Regions from separate parts of the Takifugu rubripes genome. Here region 1 is linked to region 2. The links are chromatin contacts, called in public Hi-C maps. All regions are on one chromosome and are shown on one strand. Each heading gives the region's core, a stretch centred on a gene start, on an enhancer-like site or on the middle of the called end of the contact. The rest is flanking DNA. Distances are from core to core; before and after follow the strand shown.

Region 1 (3,423 bases), core at 641-3,140, 170 kb before region 2:
TTTTCGTGCACCACCGACCTGCTTCTGTGTCTGTCGAGTCTCCCTTGTCTGTGGGCTTATTCGGCTCGTCGTCGTCGTTTTTCTCCAAATCAATATTCTCGTCCTCCTCCTCGTCCTCGCTGCGGTTCCGGGGGGTCCAGGTCATCTTGTTCTCCTTCTTTAACCTCCTCCTGGCGTTGGCGAACCAGGTGGACACCTGGGTGAGGGTCATTTTGGTGATGATGGCCAGCATGATCTTCTCCCCCTTGGTCGGGTAGGGGTTTTTGCGGTGCTCGTTGAGCCATGCTTTAAGGGTGGCGGTGGCGTCCCGGGTTGCGTTTTTACGGTATGCTGGGTCACCGTAAGGGTAGGTGCCCAGAGGTGTCGCGTAAGGGTGATATCCTATTGACCCGGCCATACCGCTCGTGTGATCATAAGGGGAACTCTGGGAATAAAAACCAAGCATAACTGATCAAAATATGCCAAAGTTTTCTCTCAGTCATCTAATAAAATCGTTAGGACATGAACAACTGTGCACACATTCATCCAAGCACACGCAGGGATAGATACACAGGTTCATTTCGGTTTTAAATATTTTTAATAATATATATATATATATTTAATATATCTTCCAATTGGGTGTTTGAAATGTTATACATGTCGCCAAAAATGATTTGCGTGGCAGCAGCACGCACAGCTGTTCCGCTTGCAATTAGATTGAACTAAAGAATTTTTCAATGAAAAAAGTGACATAATAGAAAAGGGGCCTGACGTTCTGTCGCCGCCTGTTCTGCGATCAGTCTTTGTAAACAGGCCTGTTGTTTTTATTCTATTCCCTGAGAGCATTCCACGCACCTTCAGTCCAAAGTGTAGTACTTTAACTTTTTACACCTGGAGCATCAAATGGGAAAAAGCTTTTGAATGACACCTTACAGCGCTTTTCGGTAAGTGCCTTTCGATGGAAAATTGTCTTCTTTTAACAATCCCCACTTTACTCCGATAGCACAACACTTTATTTGCCAACCGACCTGGCATTGTGGAATATTACCTAATACCCACGCACTGCTGGGGACCGAAATCCTACCTACAAATTGACTGTTTCTGAACGCGCAACTGACACTCTAGGGCTCAGTCAACAACGTATTCACAGGTTCTACAAAATATTATTTTGCAGTAATCACCTTTAGTTTACTCACCACATACGAGGTGAATGTGGCAGCTGCCGCTGCGTCTGCACTGTAGGGTAAATGGGAGTTGTAGCCTGGCGAGGCGCTGGTGAACGCAGTAGATCCAGCATAGGGCGCAAAAGCAGATCCCGAAGAGGATCGGCCAAGTTCCTCGGTCCTGGGTCCTGATATGACGCTGGTGCTATACGCTGGACACGAATACAGGGCGAGAGAAGCGGACGGCTGGTACAAGTAGCCCTGAGGATACGCCATGCTGGAGCCCGGAGAGTAAAAGCCACTTAACTTGCGCACTTTCCCCTCTATTTTTCAAGCGCTGCTGTCGGCGCGCATAGAGCCGTGTGCGCAGAGCCGCTGCCTGTTCTCCCCCCTAAATGACAGTCTGAGCAAAAAAAAAAAAAAAAAAAAAAAGAAAGAAAAAAAAATCAAAGTGGTCAGATCAAGAAAGCTTTAGATACTTTGCAGAATATTTCGGTCGCCGTCAGTCAGTCACTGTCCGTCGGAAATTTCTGTCTGGCTCTGGCTTGTTTGTTATTTGTTTTCGTTTTTGCTGCTCCCTTATCTGAGTTGCACCGCCGCTCACATAGCCGCGTAGAAGTTTTTTTTAACCGTCGGACGGGGGCTTTGCTTGGGAAAATGTCCTGCCAAGATGCTAAGTTGAAAAATTGAAGATCCCGACGCCTATGACGCTCCTCCTCTCGGGGTGTAGTCAGAAGGAGAAGGCAAGCTTATGCTGGGTAACTCTCTCTCTCTCTCTCACTCCCTCCCCCTCTCCCTCTTTACCCAATCCCTCTCTCGCGTTAACTAACAATCCCTCTCTTTCTCCTTTTCTCTTTTTCCCCTTTAACAAGGCTCGTTGCTCTTAAGTCTCAAGTGCGTCTAGGAGCCCCCCTTTGGATGGCGACATCACGCGAGTCTGTCAACTCACAAGTCTTTTTTCCTCCTCTCTTTTAATTCAAAGCCGTCACTTTCACACTTGATCAATAACTAATCGGCTGATATCCCTGGATATTGGCTGAGATACCAGCAGGAAACAGCCACGCCACTCTGCTCTCCTTTTACTGCTTCTCTGCGCGTAAAAAAGCTCTTTTTAAATACGCGTTTTAAATCAAAAGAATGGTGATCTTCGTGCGCCGTCAGTTAAAATCCGCAAAGGGAGTTTGCAATGGATTATCCAATTGTTCACGTCGACATTCTAACGCCAGACGAATATTGTTTTGGTAAGATATGACAATTAAAAGTAAGACAATAAAGTGGCACAATTCTTAGTAATGTGTAGTTTTTGTGTGTGTGTCTAATAACTTTGTGAGAAATATTTGCTCAAATCGTGACAATATGTTTTTTCTGCGTCTCACTTGTGTTTGAAGGATTTACTGCAGGCGGCGGTAAATAGTTTTTGCAACAGATCCTAGAATAAACCAGTCAGATACTTACTCTCATGAAGTCATAAACCCTCAAGCCAGAGCAGATTAGTGCCAACTACACCAAATCCGCCTGGACCAGTGGATATAATCTCATTTGATCACCGCAGATACGTTTCAGTGCTGAAATATATGGGCAGATTTATTTAATATGCTTCTGTTATCGACCCAATTTTATATTCAAATGGCTTCAGATATCTCTCAAATTATATACATATATATTATAAATACGAGGGTTTGCGTGTGCGTCAGGCCTGTTTAATTTTGTAATATTTCCACAGCATTAAACTACACTATAAACAAGAGTATCGTTTTATGCGTTTTCAAATTATTCTCTTGTTTTACAAATTTGAAAATGAGATCATTTACAGCCAATCTTCTTCTTCTGCTGATTGACTTTGCAGTTCAAGTCTCAGATAAACCGAAAGGGATCGCTGTAGGCGCTGCTAAAGAGTGTGTGCACACGCTGTCACGTGTTTTCTTTTCTTTTTTTTAACACGTTCTGAAAATCTCTCGAGAGAAGAGAGATGACGCTGGTGGAGTGAGAGCATAGGCGCACACTTCCAAAAAGGAGAGAGAGAGAAAGAGGGAAATTAAAGAAATAATGATGAATACACAAAGCGACCCCACTGTTTCACCAAATCAGATGTCAGTGATACGATGAGAACTGGTTGCAGAGTCTCCTGTTGAGCAGACAAACCAGCCAATTGCCGGAACTTTTCGCCGGACGAGGACAACTACCTGGATCCGCGGGTACTGAAAGTTGTCAAGTTAAAGACGCGATCAAAACCATTACAGAGCGTCATTTATCAGACTGACACATCATAAAATCATCAAAT
Region 2 (3,173 bases), core at 514-3,013:
ACCCTCCACTTCACTGTCTGGACCCCCTTATATTGCACGTCGATTTCGTGAACGAGCGTCTACGTTTGTGTACGTGTGTGTGTGTGTGTGTGTGTGTGTGTGTGTGTGTGTGTGTGTGTGTGTGTGTGTATGTGTGTGTGTGTGTGTGTGTGTGTGTGTGTGTGTGTGTGTGTGTGTGTGTGCGTGCGTGCGCGCGCATGAAGCGAGATTACAATTCCGGTCGGATGGCACCAGCCAGCCGCTCTAATTAATAACCCCATAATCCGGGTTGGAGTGGATGACGGCGCGAAACACGCAGAGATTCGTTTTACAGAAACAAGGCGTATCCTGATGGGTAGCTCTGTATAAGAAATTATAGCTGCTATTATCCCTCCCAGACAATGATAACTATCTGCTTTAAAAGAAGATTAAAGGTTTATACAAGTTCAGAGTTCTTGGAACCCGGATCGCATTATCAAAAACTAAACAGGGATTGATTAGACTTCCCCCAGCTGTCAATAACGCATTAAGACTCCCACCGTATTCAAATCATAATTCAACCTCTGGAGCTGTTTTGCAAACGATTAACAAAACAGATGCTGGTAGAAAAATGGGGTTGGAATGCGATTATAGCTGTCCCCTCCATACTTTGATGTATTGATTCGTGGAATTTTAATTCGGTCTGCCTTGTTTTATTCTTAAGCCGCATTATTTACAGCAAGAATCAGGCTGAGTCTAAATTATAAAATGGATTTGCGAAAAAAGATGATCGTTTTGTTTGTCACAATTCCAAAAGCCCTATTATTATTATTATTGTTATTATTATTATTATTATTATTATTATTATTATTATTATTATTATTATTATTATTATTAGTGTTGTTTTTTAGTCTTGTATTGTCGGGGTTTTTTGGGGGGGACGGAATAAACATTTTACTTAACCCCAATCCACTCAAGTGTTCTTCTCTCATCCTATCACCGCTGCTGACTTGCGCTTCATTAACGGCCTTATGCGCCAATCATCGGCCGCTTCTCTGGTGTCAAGCAGTAATACGTGAATCCGTTTGATGTTTCAAATTAAATAATGAGAGGAGTCCGATTTTCCTTCCACCCGTTGCCCCCAACACCTTAAACCGGGTGAAGAGTGCAGTTTTACACCCGCGTCTAAAGTAAAGCTGTAGGCGCCGTCCTGCACAGGTTTTTATTTATTTTGTTGGTTTGTGGTGCGTGTGTATTATTACGACGGCCAAAAAGATTGTTTTTGTAAAGGTTTGTTTTTATGATTGTAAAACATCCATTCTGTGCACCGTGCGAAAACTTCCAGATCATGAGAGAGAAAAGTGACTTTCAGCGTCTTCAAAATTCAGATTTCCTCGCCCGGTTTTATTCTTTTGATCTCATTTGCGGTCTTTATAGGTGGATCTTTTTTTTTTAGGAAGAAGGAAAAGTTTCTTCTGTTGATGTTTAAGAGGAAAGTGCAGCCAAATCAAACAAAGTTAATCAGTCACTGACACCGAAATGCTTACTGCTGAGCAAACGGCCAGAAGTGCGCACGAAAGCGAAAAAGAAGAAAACGCCGGAAAAGAGTAAGTTTGGATGCGAACAAATAACGAATGAAATAGATTGGCAAGCCATAAAATGAGATTTGAAACTCCATTCAAATAACAGCCCGCGACGTCAGAGAGAGAGAGAGAGGGAGGGAGGGAGAGAGGGAGAGAGAGAGGCTGTTTGGTGTGTGTAGGGGGAGAGATTTGAGGAATAGGAGGGGCTTCTAAACGACTAGAAATGTCAATCTGAGCTAGGGAGTCCCAATAATCTAAAGCAATCTGTAAGGACCTGACCTTAGTCCATCCAGATCAATAGGGAAGTGAGGGTGGAAATAGACGAAGAAGAGGGAGAAATAAGTGGCGCGCCCGGATCGTTTACAGTGGCTCTTCCCGGGGACATACCCAGTCCGCCTGCCTGCACCTTTTGTCGCTCACATGCTCACACTTTAAAAGTGGATTTCCAAGCAATTCCCTTGCTTTGTGTGATCGCGGCAGACTTTTTCTCCCATTTTTCCTACCGCCATGTCTTTCCCCCAGCTGGGATATCAGTACATCCGACCGATATACCCGCCGGAGCGCCAGGGGATCGCCGGTAATGCTCGGTCCGGGACAGAGCTCAGTCCCTCCGGCGCGCTCTCCAACGTCCTCTCCACGATGTATGGATCCCCCTTCGCAGCAGCAGCGCAGGGCTACGGAGCGTTCCTCCCTTATTCTAACGATATATCCATTTTCAATCAACTGGTGAGTCACTCTCCTCCTTTTAAAACAACTCCGAACTTTTGAATTGTAGTCTGAGAAATAGAAGCCACGGGCCTGTCGGTAATTCAACTTTTACAGCGCCACGGCGAACTTTGCCTTTAAAAGCCCAAAAGGTTTAAAGTGGTTAAAGTGAAACATATTAACGAAATGTTTGGGTTTATTGTTAACATATAATTTTCGCTTCCGAAACTCAAGATAAACAATAACGCGGATGTTTTTACTCTGCTGGTGTGAAAGTGAAATATTTCGATTTCAAGTGTCTTTTTCTAAACCTGTTTAATGTTACCTGTGACGAAATGCATCATGACATGGTTTGTTAATTTGCATTTTATTTTTTATTACTTCCTGTCTTTAGGTGCTGTTATTAAACTATTAAGCGTTTTAATTATAACGTTGTCTATTTATATTTTAGTCTAAACTCTCTCTCGCCCTATCTGTATTTTCAGGGTGCTCAGTATGAACTGAAAGACAGTCCTGGTGTCCAGCACCCAGGATTTGCCCATCATCACCCTGCTTTTTACCCATATGGCCAGTATCAATTTGGTGACCCGTCCAGACCCAAAAATGCCACCAGGGAGAGCACCAGCACTTTGAAGGCCTGGCTCAGTGAGCACCGCAAGAACCCGTATCCAACCAAGGGCGAGAAGATTATGCTGGCCATTATCACCAAGATGACCCTCACCCAGGTGTCCACCTGGTTCGCCAACGCCCGCAGGAGGTTAAAGAAGGAGAACAAGATGACCTGGACCCCCCGGAACCGCACCGACGAAGAGGGAAATGTTTACTCGAGTGATCACGAGGGGGAGGAGGGGGACAAGAGGGAGGACGAGGAGGAGATCGACTTGGAGAACATCGACACGGAAAATATTGAGAGCAAGGACGACTTGG

What was found. Hi-C and Micro-C count contacts between places; a contact is called where the count stands out from the background.
Region 1: a Hi-C map of an unstated tissue shows a contact between it and region 2, with 9 times the contacts expected there. The contact joins the promoter of irx5a here to the promoter of irx3a in region 2. A contact is called at or near these places in 2 of 2 Hi-C or Micro-C datasets (muscle and an unstated tissue).

The regions. Positions count from the first base shown.
Region 1 is chr13:8,917,026-8,920,448 of fTakRub1.2, reverse strand. irx5a (iroquois homeobox 5a) reads right to left here and starts at 1,890. Exons shown (of 3, transcript XM_003969530.3): 1 at 1,176-1,890; 2 at 19-424. The coding sequence starts at 1,418. It overlaps LOC115252077 (a long non-coding RNA gene), which reads left to right and starts at 2,047. Exons shown (of 3, transcript XR_003890514.1): 1 at 2,047-3,423.
Region 2 is chr13:8,748,382-8,751,554 of fTakRub1.2, reverse strand. irx3a (iroquois homeobox 3a) reads left to right here and starts at 1,763. Exons shown (of 2, transcript XM_003969553.3): 1 at 1,763-2,267; 2 at 2,732-3,173. The coding sequence starts at 2,049.